Linked DNA regions of Hordeum vulgare: region 2 is linked to region 1. A link is a contact called in public Hi-C data. All regions are on one chromosome and are shown on one strand. The core of a region is the stretch at or near the end of the contact, and the rest is flanking DNA. Distances in the headings are between cores, read along the strand shown.

What was found. Hi-C and Micro-C count contacts between places; a contact is called where the count stands out from the background.
Region 2: a contact with region 1 is called in a Hi-C map of leaf, with 4 times the contacts expected there. The contact joins the promoter of LOC123403221 here to the promoter of LOC123403818 in region 1. A contact is called at or near these places in 2 of 6 Hi-C or Micro-C datasets (leaf and seedling).

Annotation. Positions count from the first base shown.
Region 1 is chr6H:385,784,539-385,791,528 of MorexV3_pseudomolecules_assembly, reverse strand. LOC123403818 (ACT domain-containing protein ACR3) reads left to right here and starts at 3,739. Exons shown (of 8, transcript XM_045097735.1): 1 at 3,739-4,209; 2 at 4,284-4,390; 3 at 4,537-4,631; 4 at 4,761-4,806; 5 at 4,949-5,063; 6 at 5,155-5,222; 7 at 5,376-6,122; 8 at 6,213-6,752. The coding sequence starts at 4,573. The coding sequence ends at 6,539.
Region 2 is chr6H:386,170,064-386,177,053 of MorexV3_pseudomolecules_assembly, reverse strand. It overlaps LOC123403221 (serine carboxypeptidase-like 34), which reads right to left and starts at 3,946. Exons shown (of 8, transcript XM_045097170.1): 1 at 3,414-3,946; 2 at 259-366; 3 at 56-151. The coding sequence starts at 3,690.

The DNA of each region.
Region 1 (6,990 bases), core at 2,490-4,989:
GCAGCAAAACCCTCACCCCCACCGCAATTCCCTCCGTTCGACCGCTTATTTCCGGCTTCAATGGAGGACGGTCGTGGCGCTGCGGCCACTTCGGCCGGAGATGTGTTGAATGAGGTCGTGAGGACCGCGCCAGATGCCCACGTCCACGGCAATGCGGGAGATGCTACAACCGCAGTCGCTAGATCTGTTGTGTCTGCGGCAGTTGTGGTGGAGAAGGAGGTGACAGGCTCCGACTCGACCATGCAGGAGTGAAGGTGAAGGTGTCGAGCGGTGGAGTGCGTGCAGGTGCGCAGGCCGATGACAAGCAAGTGGTCGATGAGGTAGTTCTTCTCATTTCTCTTTCGTAATTAGTGTTAAATTTAAGAATATAGGGTTAGTTAGTTAGTTTATGATTCCTGCGTTAGTATGGTTGGTTAGATTAGTTGGTTTGAGGGTTTTTCATATTAGATTTGTGCTTGCTACGCCAATTGATATCCCCTCAGCAACTATATAATCAATCAGTTAGAAATATTTGGAATTGGATTGTTACAATTGATTTCATTAGTTCACATGGCTAGATTTGGCACTCCATATCCATTTACACTCATGTTTGGCACATATTTCTATATCATGCTTTACTTTATCAAAAATTCGAGCATTGATCTTGTGTAGATTTGGTTGTTATAGAAAAGGAATGCATTAATTTATAGGTTCCCTAATTTATACATACCTATCAATTTATTTCCACTACACTTCTTCAGCATATTTGGAGCTTTGCTTCATTATCCAAAATCAAAATGTTTAGGTAGATTTAAATTTTTATTCTCTGTAAGTTTCCTCTAATTATAAAGTTCTCCACCATATATAGTTTTATTAGCTTTGTTATGAAATCTGTGCACATGCCTATGCAAAATGAAAATGGGTTAATATTATGGATAATATGTTCAATATGAATTTCGTGTATATTTGAATTTTTTGTTCGTTTTCTGTAATTAATAATAATGGATGTACTTTTATACTGCGGGAGGAGGACCATGTGGGCAACAAGAGGAAGTTGGGCATGCCTGAGTTCAAGGACCGCTATGATCCTGACTATGTTGCCGACAACGTCCGAGGTAAAGCCTACTTGAAATTTTGTTTTTTTACTGCATGATGAATGTGACTTTTGTGTATATTTATTTTACTATATGAATGCAACCCATTTTTATGTGCAATATAACTCTGGAGATGATGTGGACGACGGGAACATCGACTTCTTCGTATCGAATGAAGTACAGAAGAACTTGTGAATGATTGCCTGCTACAAGAGAAAAGAAGTTTTGGTGCCCTTATTGTACCACTAAGCCAAAGCCCAAGGATGGACTCTTTGAGCACCTTGTGTCTCATGCACGGGATGCATCGAAGATTGGGGAGGATGACAAGATCAGGGCACAACATGCATCCCTCTAGAAGGCTTTGACTCCCATTTAGTAGCCCTTGTCATCTTGATCATCTAATGTTTTACTTTTGTTAAAGTCCAGGTGGTTGTGAATGGTTGGAAGATCGTATATTTTTATAATGTGGTATGTGAATTGTTGGAAGATTGTATATTTTTGTAACGGTATGTGAAATGTTGGAGTTTATTTGTGGTTTATATTATCTTGTTGCAGCCAGAACCAAGGATGAAGCCAACTACACTATATTGTCGATAGATGCCTGCCCCACGATGGGCTCCAAGTGTCGTGGACATAACCCTGATAATACTAGGGTTAGTAATGTAGAGGCAATCGTATCTATTGAACGGTGTGAGTGGGAGTATGTTCAAGAAATTATACAAGTTTGGGCCCTTTGTGGTGGAGGTAATACCCTACTCATGTGGTGCTCTTGCTCTTGACGTAAGGTACAATGTGTGGATGCTCAACCCTTAGCCCGAAGCTCCCCTCGGCTTATATAGAGTACGCTAGGAGGGGTACATAATGTGCTAGTATTAATGTTGTTAATGGTCTCAGGCCTGGATGACTGCTTCACGGTATTAATTTGTTACTTTACTAGTTGTAACTGGCGTATTTAACAATATTATACCATCGTTGGGTAATTGTCATCATTAAGACATCATGGGTGAGAAGTATCCTCGGTAGCCGTTGACTCATGGTTTAGCCGGCTGCTCCCTTTGTCTCCCTTGCTGACTGCTAGTCCTTGGCCATCGGGCGGCTCAGTGTCCGATCGTATGGACTTAGTGCGGTCCTGAACCACCCTTCTTATCCTTGATGGTTTAATGACGATTCCCCATGGCCCATGGTCTTCTCGGTCATATCTTGGTTGGGTCGTGGGCCTTTGGTGGGTCATCTACATACTTACGCCTACCCCGTATATATAACCTCCACACCACATAAATTATTTCAACTTACTCGAAGGTAGTTTGACATTTATTTATAAAATATCTGCATTTATCGGATAAATGGTGGTTGCATTGCGGACGGTAGCTAGTGCCATGCTAAAAATGGGAAACAATCTGAACAAGTCTCAAATGTCAGAAAAAGAATGTGTCAAAGATTTGGTGTGAGTCTGACACTAGAACATTGAAAGGAAGATGGGTTTTGTTTTTCACCATTTAACAAAATGACAAAAACAAAATATTCAAATTAATCATTTGATTAATCCAATATGACTTATGAGATACACATGATCACAAAGAACTAATAGGCAACTGATAGCTAGGGTATTATTCCTAGGGTGTTAATTTGCTTTTCCTATTTAATCAAAAAATTGGAAAGGAGTTACATATATCATAATAGTTCAACAGAAGTACAAAACAAGCCAAACATAATAAAAATTATATCAAGGTCCCTAAACCGCAGAACGACTAATGTCGCCGTCAGAACGAGCCGCGAGCACCCCTATGTCGCCGCTCCCATACCGGAGCTGTCTGACCTTGCCGATGACAGTCGAAAAGTCTTCATGCACACGCTCGTGAGAGCAACACCATGGAATTGTAGTCATTATTGTTGAGTCCTTGTATCAATCTCACACTAAAGCTCGAAACGCTAACATTGTCATCCTCATGAAGAGATGAACTAACGCAGTAGCTTCTTGTAATCTGTCCTTGAACAAACTTGAGAAGGATCGAAGCACGAAAGACCAGCTCGAATAAGAAGCGTCGTCATCCGTCTAAGCATCGAGATTTGAGGGCTAAAACCCTAACATGTCTACTAGCCGGAGCGGAGGCACCGAGATTTCTCGCTACTTGCGGTAAATTTTGGTGTTTTAACTCGTTTACGAAAGTTAAGCCAGATCTGACCCCGGTTTAAAAAAAATGAGGATCTAACACTTTTTCTACCGCCGAGGTATATGACGGTAGGGTATAACGACCTACCGCAAAGGTCCATGGCGGTAGGGTGACAAGAGAGATAAACGGCCGTAGGAAATTGCTCACGTGGATGAAGAGCCTAATGCCAGACACGACAGCGGTAGGTTTTTATACTCTACCGCCATCCATGGATTATAATTGTTCGAACAATACCCTTGAGGTCGATGGCGGTAGGGTATAACAATTATCGTTGAAAACCCTGACAGTAAATCCACGTCAGCGTAACTAAACGCTTGTTGCCTCTGCCGTCGACCCTACCGAGTAAGCTGTTATACGCCACATCATCAGGCCCGGCAATAGAAAAAATATCATATTCTAAAATTTTATCAAACCAGGGTTTGATTGGACTGAATTTTCGCAAAAGGGTGAGAACACCATAATTAACCGCGAGTGGCCACGACAGCAGCAGACAGAAGAAGGCTTTGTCCAATTGCCTGGCGAGTGGGGAAAGAAAGACGTGGTCCCTATCTAGTCAACCTGACGTGTTCTTGATTCCTCACAGCTTATTCTAATGCGAGGAGCGGTGTAGCTCTAGCTAGTCAGATTCCAGCAATAATTTGGCTGTGGCTCGCCTGCGGTTGCTGATTCTGCATAGCATTCAAGCCATGACGAGCACATAAAGTACCCATTTCCACAGCCACTCGCCGTTCTGCTGAATTGTTCGGGGCACCATGAGGCGAAATAGTATCTTGCTTGTTTGCTTTAGTCTACGCCCCTATGACGGTCTCAAGGAAATATTGCCCAGCCGTCGTGGTTGTTGATTTCATACACTATTGTTCCCTGGAAAAGGAAAGAACCAGCTCTGAGATTCCAAGATTATTTTTTCCTAATTCTTTACGTCCTCGCCTCGGTCTCTGAGTTCATAAGAAACTCGAGATATCTAAGTAAGTACCTTTAGTTTCATGAGGTGGGTATCCTTGTTTCTGTAACTGATTCGAAACATCCGATGACTTTTCAGGATACCGCGGTGCCCGGTACCAGCTTCGCTTTCGATCCAAGATATAAAAGAAAATTTGGGGAAAGGAGCAACTTTGAAGCTACCCTGGCGGAAGAATCGACTGAAAGGTTAGTCTGTTTCCATTTCTCCAAAGTGATTACATCAGCTTTATGCTCTTCCCCTTTGTTAATTTGGATCGAAGTCTTTGCTCTCATGATTGGAGATCGCAATACATGGATCACACTGATAACGCTGGCTCCCAATTCATTCTCAGTGGCAGGGTGAAGGATCCACTCACTGACGGGGAAAGATGCGGCCTTACTTTGATCCGGAGTATGAGAACTTCAATCAGCGCATCAACCCTCCTCGGTCGGTCTCTAATTAAGCTGCAGAATTTGATCGGTTTTGTTCATTGTCCGGTTCATATGCCTTCACTTGCTATGCTAGAAATCCTGCTAATTTCTGCTCTTGAGTCTTGACACGATGAAACTTCTGCAGGGTCTGCATCGACAACAACACATGCCGCGACTGCACCCTAGTGAAGGTAAGGATCATCTGAAGCCATCCTGTTCAGAGGCAAGAGACAGACAGAGAACATTTCACTCCCGGGGATCATTTCATTTCAAAATCCAAATTTGCGTACGCAGCTCTATCTGCCTCATGATCAGTTAATTTGTCTGTTTCAGGTGGACAGCATGAACAAGAATGGCATTCTGCTGGAGGTGGTGCAGGTCCTGAGCGATCTTGACCTCACCATCTTGAAAGCGTACATCACCTCGGATGGCGGATGGTTCATGGACGGTAAGGCGCCCTGTGCTATGCATCACCACTCCAACTTAAGTTGTTACACGGCCTTGCAATTTGAGCTGTATATTGCGACTAAACGATGCAGTGTTCCATGTGCTGGATAAGCAAGGGCACAAGGTGACCGATGAGAAGACCATTCAGTACATCGAGAAGGTTTGCAACTTCCAATAACCATCCGTTTTAACTCTTAATTTGAGACATTAGATTACTTTGGTGAAATCTCTGTTAGTATAATTAGTTTTCCATAAAGAAGCTGAGATTATTACTCTGAAACTGAATGGGAGCTGAATTGTTGCTTGTTGACAGGCCTTAGGACCGGGCAGCAACATACCCGGCGCGACCAAGGGCAGCAATTCGCCTGGGAGATCAGTCGGGATGCACTCGATCGGCGACCACACCGCCATCGAGCTCAAGGGGGCCGACAGGACGGGCCTTCTCTCGGAGATCTTTGCCGTCCTGGCGGAGCTCCAGTGCAACGTCATGGCAGCCGAGGTCTGGACGCACAGGACGAGGGTGGCCTGCGTGGTGTACGTCAACGACGTGTCCTCGGGCCAGGCGATCGAAGACGCGTGCCGTTTGGCCGGGATCGAGGAGCGACTGAGGCACGTGCTCCGCGGGCACGGCCGCGGAAACGACGACGACGGCGACGGCGGCGGCCGCGGAGCGCACACCAACTTCTCCGCCGGCTCCACCCACGTGGACCGCCGGCTGCACCAGCTGATGCACGCCGACATGGACTTGGGCGGCGACGGTGCGCCGCAGGGCCATCCTGCCGACGACGACGGCGCGGCGGTGACCGTGGAGCACTGCGAGGAGAAGGACTACTCGGTGGTGAACGTGAGGTGCAGGGACCGGCCCAAGCTGCTGTTCGACATCGTCTGCACGCTGACGGACATGCAGTACGTCGTCTTCCACGCCGCCGTCACCTCCGAGGGCATCTACGGCGTCCAGGAGCTGTACATTCGTCGCAAGGACGGGCGCACGCTGCTGAAGGACGAAGCAGAGAAGGTGACCAAGTGCCTCGAAGCGGCCATCTCCAGAAGAGTGTCCGAGGTAGGTGGTGGTACAGCAACAGAATTCGGTTCAATTTTCCGGTCGACGGCGCGCTGTTTCTGACTGACGCCGGCACGGGCTACATTGCAGGGGTTCACGCTCGAGCTCTGCGGGAGGGACAGGGTGGGGCTGCTGTCGGACGTGACGAGGGTTCTCCGGGAGCACGGCCTGACGGTGACGAGGGCCGACGTGACGACGGTGGGGGAGCAGGCCATGAACGTATTCTACGTGCGCGACGCGTCGGGGCAGCCGGTGGACATGAAGACCATCGAGGGCCTCCGGGGACAGGTCGGCCAGACCGTCATGCTCAACGTCAAGAAGGTGCCCGATGGCAAGGCACCGGAGAAGACTGGTGGCAGCATGGCCAAGACCAGCTTCTTCTCCTTCGGCGGCCTCTTCGCCAAACTAGGGGCATAATTTCAGCCGTTGCCCGTTGGCCCTTCCCGTCGTACAAATTGTTGTAAAATGGCCCCAATTGGAGTAGTCCGTATGGCAGCTCTTGGTGTATTTTCTCCAACAAGTTTCCCCATTTTCTTTGAATTTTAACGGAGAAAAACATCGACCCGCTTTATATGTAAAACAACACGGTCGAATCGATACAAAATGATAAGGAAAATCTCTTAGAAAGCAGATCAAAGATAATACCAGATTACAATAGTGCCCACACTCCATCAAGGCACACCTGGGCCTACTGACTAGAAGAGAGACCGCACCTTCATGAGAAACGCCGCACGCACACAGTCACACAATTGTCGCTAGAGAGGGACCTCGCTCTGGGACGTGGAGCACCGATCTTGCCTGCACACATTGAGGACAGAGAGTGATGCCCTCGACATCGCGTGTAAAAGATAGGGACTCGTTAGAACCG
Region 2 (6,990 bases), core at 2,697-5,196, 390 kb before region 1:
CAGGATCGTTGTTTGCTGCTCTGGAGGGGATTCTCAGAGGATTGTTATTATCTACCGGTGATCTTGTCACCAAGCTTGCCCAGGTCGGAGCTTGTGTTGGTGTAGGAGAAGCCGACGCCCACCGGGGACTCCAAGAACATCAGATTGGCCTCTGCGCTTTTCAGCGAGACATATAGAACAACATATAAATATCGACAGAGTACAGTTTGCCACTTATTTAATTTTGCTATTAAGCTGGGGGAAAAAGGTGGTGCGTGCCTTTGTTCCACGAGTAGGGGTTCCATTTCAGCTCCGGCTTGCCCTTCTGGACCAAGAAGGGCCCTAGCTCCTCTGCCTCTCCATACCCGATGGACGAACAGCCCGGCCCTGCCATGCAACAGACAAGAGCGTCCTCTGTCACTGGCTCGTGACTTGTCAGAAACTAAGGATAAAAGGAAGAAGATATATTCCTCCAACTCAAAAACTAAGTACTCCATGTACTACATCCGAGTACGTAGAGTAGACGGTAGCCGCCCGGCTAGCTAGCTAGGTATGGACCGGCGGGAAGGAAGACGTTTCGCGTTTGTGGTCGATCGCTCGACCGCGGTGCGGCCCTTCTCGTGGCCTGCCGTCGTTCATATCCTTGCCCCGCTTCGATTCCGTGGGCGCATTCGTGCAAGGTGCGCCTTGCGGACGGTGGTCCAGGCGCACGCTGCACTCGCCTCACGCCGTCACGCGCGCAGACTAAGGCGCATGCATTGCATGGTCACGGTCCCCTGCTCCTGCTCCTGCTCGCCAAGAGCGCGCGCCAACAGTCTGCTTCCGATCCCTCTTGGCGGTGTACTGTATGTATGTGTATGCCCTCTAGCTAGCTACCTACTGTAGATTGTTCACGATCCCATCGAGCTTGATGGCTACGTGTGGTACGGTTCCACAATCCATACAATCAAAACAAAAGGTGCCGGGCAACCTTTCTATCCTACTACTCCTAGATCGGTTCCATGCATGCATCATGGATGAGATGCTTTGCTCCAACTTGATAATGCGGTAGTGTATGTATATGCGCATATCGCTGTACCGTATCGGGATGGCCGGCTGTCCAGGGGCGTGCGTGCGTTAGGTAATTATAAAGCAGCTGGATCGAATCAAACAGACTCAAACATCACGACCGTACCCAAAACCCACAGCGATCGTCCGTTATAGGTGCGTGCATGGTTGTTAAATTTTATATTCTGAATGAATGAAAGCTATGGGTTGCAAAAGTGAATCATCGGCTTCCTATAAGTGCAGTGCGGAGTGCGGACAAGGAAGAAACAGTGGAATGGCCGGCGATAAGTGTCCGTCCACCCAACAAACACAGATAAAATCGACGCTCAACATGCATGATTTCTTTCATATTTTTTTTAAACTTAAAACCATATTTGAAATTTCAGGTTTAATTACCTATCCCGATGGGAATTACGCCAAGTGCCCCACACGATATCGCGTGTTATACAAGCTCCATTGGCTGCATGGATCCTCCTTAATTTGCTGCCAGAGATAAGCTGCCGTCCGTGTTGACCAGGGCTAGCTGTAGCTAGCGTGCCGCCCCGGGCCGTCCTTGTGGAACGTACGTGCACACGGGACCAGCAGCTAGCTACCTACTGTGCCGTCGTAGATCATACACACCCGCCGGTCACGCACCACCGGCAGCACATGGTAGTACGTATCTAGGGAGCGTGCATGACAACACATTGCTCTTGTGGACAGCAACTATATCGGCCGGACAGCGTGTGGCCCTCGTCGGCTTGTTCTGTGCTGCAGCTTGACCGTAGAATTGGCTAGCTTCGGATCGAAAAGGATATGACGGGGGGCGTCTCACTTAATTTCTACATTTGTTTACAGAGCATCTACTAAACTTCAAAATAGACCAGGCATGGCCGTCTTATGTAAATAGTTTGGTACTGTATATAATTAATCGTATATAAAGATAGAAAATTCAAAAAACATGTTGATAAGCACGACCTAATCTATATGAACCATCAACTAAGCTCCAAACTTTGCTCGGACAAGATAGGTTTATGTAGATAGTTTAGTACGGAGTATAGCTAGTACATTATATTTCACAGTACGGCAAATTAACGATTTGAGAATAATAAAAACCTACCATATTATTTTCTTTTATTTTCTTCAGGGAAAATACCTATCATTTTCATGTGTCTATTCATATCATGTCAGTATGTGTCAAGGACCAAAATTTAGGAAGTTTGACTGTGTTTCCCTTACAACATTATCATGACCGTGTGTATTTAGAATCATTATGACCATGCTTGGCACTTAATATAGCGTATGGTAATTAATCTCGTTAGGCTAAATCATCTAATTTCAAATATTTTGGTGTTTGCTACTATACGGCTTGATCTAAAAAAATGGTTTGAAATTTGCGTCGTGTCAAACAGAAAGGGTATGGCCAACCATGTCGTATGTTACCTTGTAGTCCCTCGGTAAATAAAAGCATTTAGATCATAAAAATAGTGATCTAAACACTCATATATATTTTTTTATAAAGGAAGTACTATAGAGTCAATCTCTGTTTCTAAATATAAGTTTTTTTAAAAATTTACTACGAACTATATACATAGAAAATGAGTTAATCTACACGCTAAATATGTTTATATACATCCGTATGTAGTCCGCAGTGAAATCTTTAAAATAACTTATACTATTCAGAGCAGCTTACAAAATTAGCTCAATACGGTTTAATTCATCAATAACTGCTATGCACATAATAGGATTTGCCAAAATTGGTCAAGCCTTTCACACCGTCGATTCAATTAAGCCTAGTTGTGTATTTGTGGTTAATTTGTACTAACTCTGTTTCTAAATATAAGACGTTTTGGCAGGATGTAGCTTTCACTCTCTACATTTCCATTGTCGAACAACCACCCTGATCACTTAAAATGTCACGCCTTTGGACTTAAAAAAAAAGCATTTTTATTTTAAGCTTAAAAAAAAGCCTTTCAAAAGCTTAGAATGTCGCTATTAAATGGGCACAGCGCAGATAGTAGTACTCATACACGTACCGTGGACTGATATTCAGAGCATGTTCTCGATTGCATGCGAACGCAGTTCACTCGTACGGGTACGGCCAATGCATCTCTACTGTGGACAACGCAGCATACGTACTAACCACCCACTCCCGTTCTTAATTTTCGGAAGATTCCCCGCTCACAAAATCAATGTGTTCATCCGGAACGCGGAAGAAGAAGGAACGTCCGCCTCAATCAATTATCAGCGGCGACAGAATTCAAGCGACCCAAACCGAGCCCATCCCCATCCCCGATTTCCCATCTACTCCTGCTCCTACTTGCAGCAGTATTAAACGCGCACGACGGGCATGCCGTCGCGAGGAATTATTAATGGTGGACTGGTGGTTACGTAGTAGAAGTACGTACCTCCGTTGAGCCAGAGCACGAGCGGCTTCTTGGCGGCGCCGGCGGTGGCCTCGAAGAACCAGTAGAAGAGCGCGCGGCCGTGCGCCTCGTCCACGGTCACGTACCCGGCGTACTGCGCGAACTTCACGGCCGGCTGCCCCGGCAGCCGCCCCACGCGGTCCGCCGCCTGCTGCCGCGCGGCCTCCGCGTCGGGCGCGCCGCCGCCGCCACGGACGGCGCCGCAGAGCAGGAGGAAGGCGAGGCCGAGGAAGCAGCCGACGGCGGAGGGCGTGGCCATTGCTGCTCTTTGTTTTTGGTTTCTAGCGCGCTAGCTGCTGCTGCTGCTGCGTCGTCGCATAGCTCCCGGGGCGGGCTGTATATATAGGGAGAGGAGGACAGCTCGCTGATTAATGGCGGGAGCGTGCTGTCGTCGCGTCATGATTGTCTGTAATGAAGGAGTAATTCAATTGCCGCCTTATTAAGATACGGGCATTAACCATCGAGTACTGATCAAATGCGATGAGATGATGGATTCCTTGTGAGGAGCTGATCCGACGCCATTCAGATTACTAGAGCGTTTTAAAGAAATATCTGACTCGCACGAACGGATGCTCCCATTTTTGGAATGCTACAGCCGTGGAGGAAAGGTGGATTTTGATGGGCGGGGAATATTGACTACTCCGGAGGAGTATATTTTTACTCATCTACTCCATTACTGCACAATATTTTACGAGTACTCATTAATGTTCGTTAATATAATACATATCTTAAAATCAAATTCCTCAGGTTTTCCGATTTAAGAAGGTAATTTCTCATTTAACACGTTAAGAGAATGTTTGAATACGTTTTAGTCCCATGACTAAAAGTAATGGGATTAAAATTTGCTAGCCTCACCCATGCTTGGATCCAAATACTAAAGAGACTAAAATCAAGTTAATGAGCATTTATTATCCTCCAAACCCTTCAATCCAAAACTCTCCTCTCTTAAAGGAGAGGAGTTAAATAAGGAAATAGAGGACTAATCCACATTTTAGTAGGGGTATCCTTGACTACAAAAATTTAGTCTCAAGACTAGTTTTAGCCCCTCTTTAGTCACGGGTGCTTGAACTTTAGCCTCTTAAAAGAGACTATTTTTAATCAGACTAAAATAAGCCCCTTGGATCCAAGCACCCTCTAATCATGTTAGTTTGTTAGTCTCTTCCCCTCTCTCTCTCTCTCTTGTTGTTGATAGGGCTAGACTATGTGCTCAATGATCGTCAACAAACGGATGTCAGAACATGTGGATTTTGATGGGCGGGGAATATTGACTAGTATCCGGAGGAGTATATTTTTACTCATTTACTCCATTTACTACACAATATTTCACGAATACTCATTAATGTTCATTAATACGTCTTAAGATCAGATTTCTTAGGTGGTGTTTCAGAGAAACTAGACTAAAAAAATCTCATTTAGTCCCTAGGTAAAGAAACAGGAAGGACTTTTTGTAAGAGACTAGAAAAAGATTCTACTGGAGGAACTTTTTTCTTTAGTCCCTGGGACTAAAAAAAAGTCTAGTCCCTTGAAAAGAAACACCATCTTAGGTTTTTCTATTTGAGAAGGTAATTTCTCATTTAACACGGTACAACCTAACACATTAATCATGTTAGTTTGTTAGTTTCTCCCCCTATGTATTTGTGTTTTGTTGTTGATAGGGCTAGACTGTGTGCTCAATGACCGTCAACAAACCGATGTCAGAACCTCTCCAAATTTGGAATTTTCAGATTGTTAATCTTAATTGCTTGCTCTCAATTGCACACATGTATTAGACCTTTATGGTTAGGCTGACCATATCTTCAACATCGCTAATACCCTTGCACCATCTAGTGTCTGGTGTAATCGGGCTGTCAAGGTCGATTTCTGTCCATATTGGAGAAGTACCTCTCATCAAAAGATCGGGAGAACATTGTGGATATCATGACATGTTGGGAAACTTGTCAAATGAGCACCCGATGTTAAAAACAGTAAATTATAAAACATATTACTCCTTAATAGAGTAGCTTGTGAAGATTTTATTGAATGGTGATAAGAAAGTATTTGTGAAGCAGAAAATTGTTGCACTTAAAAAGACCGTAAAATCCTGTCGTCCGCTTGTCTTTCGTTCAACCTTACATTCCCCCTCCCTCTTTTTATTTTGATTTTTTTTTCATCTTTGGTAGTATTTTCTACCCATTTTGCACCACCTCTTATTGACTTATCAAATAGAATTTTGATTTCTTTCATAAGGCAATAAATGTTTACCTAGATTTACCAAATAAAATCTTATATTTGCAAACAATCACACTAATATGGGTACCCCCCCCCTCCCCCCAGAGAAATCTTTATTGTTGGACTGTAATGTCTTGCTGTGTTCTGAAGTTTTTTGAGTCAATTAGTTGGCCGTCTCAACGATGGATTTAGCGTGCGCCCTATATCGCTGAACAGCAGCAGAGAGAAGCATGGTTGATGCGTGGACCTTTTCCACATCAAGATGACGTTTCGGCCGGCCGGACCCTGCCGTCTGCCGGCCGGAGAACTTGTCTTCCGTTAGCATCTATAGCCTGACTGAATAAATTTAATTCACTAAGCACCTTTGACTTTCTATTTTTTTCGTTTATGCAGCCATGTTTTGTTAAATATGTCAAGTTATATGTATGTGATTGATGGAGAAGAAGAGAGAAAAAAAATTAAAAAAATGCTATGTGATGGGTCCTTGACGAACACACATCATTGATAAAAACTGCGAGACAGCCCGAACACTTATAAAAGCTTTGAGGGATACGGTTGAGTCAATTTTTTCTTCACTCCTGTCCAGTTAATGGTTACCGCATCCGTCCGGTCAATATGAGGAGTCCGGCTACCGCGTCGGTCCGGTCAATATGAAGGGTCCGGATAGAGGGATACGGTTGAATCAATTTTTTCTTCACTCATGTCCGGTTAATGGTTACCGCGTCCGTCCGGTCAATATAAGGAGTTCGGCTACCGCCTCCGTCCGGTCAATATGAGGGGTCCGGGTAGTGGTTACCGCCGGTCAATATGAAGAGTTTGGTTATAGATGCTCTTACCAGTCTATAGCTTCGACCTAGCCATTACAGTAACCCAGCGTTTTGTCTGCACTGGAAGCACGAACACGAATAACTAATACCCTTACGCGAGGGTCACCATCGATCCAATGATGGAGTACCTGTTTGACCACCGCCACCTAAACATAGTGGAATGCAGTAGTGTACTATTTCTCCATGCGACACTAGTACACAAAGGTGATGGATACATACGACCCGTTGAAGAAGATGCCATCTTTATATCATCTATATAACCGGAGTCTTAAACCACCTCTTCTATATCCTTGTATTATCTTTATACGTTTATATTGTTTGCGAGTTTTTATATTAAGGATAAATATAAAAAATTAGAGTTCGCGAACGTGTCGAGTGAGTCCGTCACGTAGGAAGCAGCTCCACGCCGAACCATTTTTTTTCTCTTTCTTTCTTTATTATTTTTTTCTTTCTCTTATCTTCATCAATCGCATGCAAGTGGCCAGATATATGAAGAAGAAGATGAAAATTGTGGCTACGCAGAA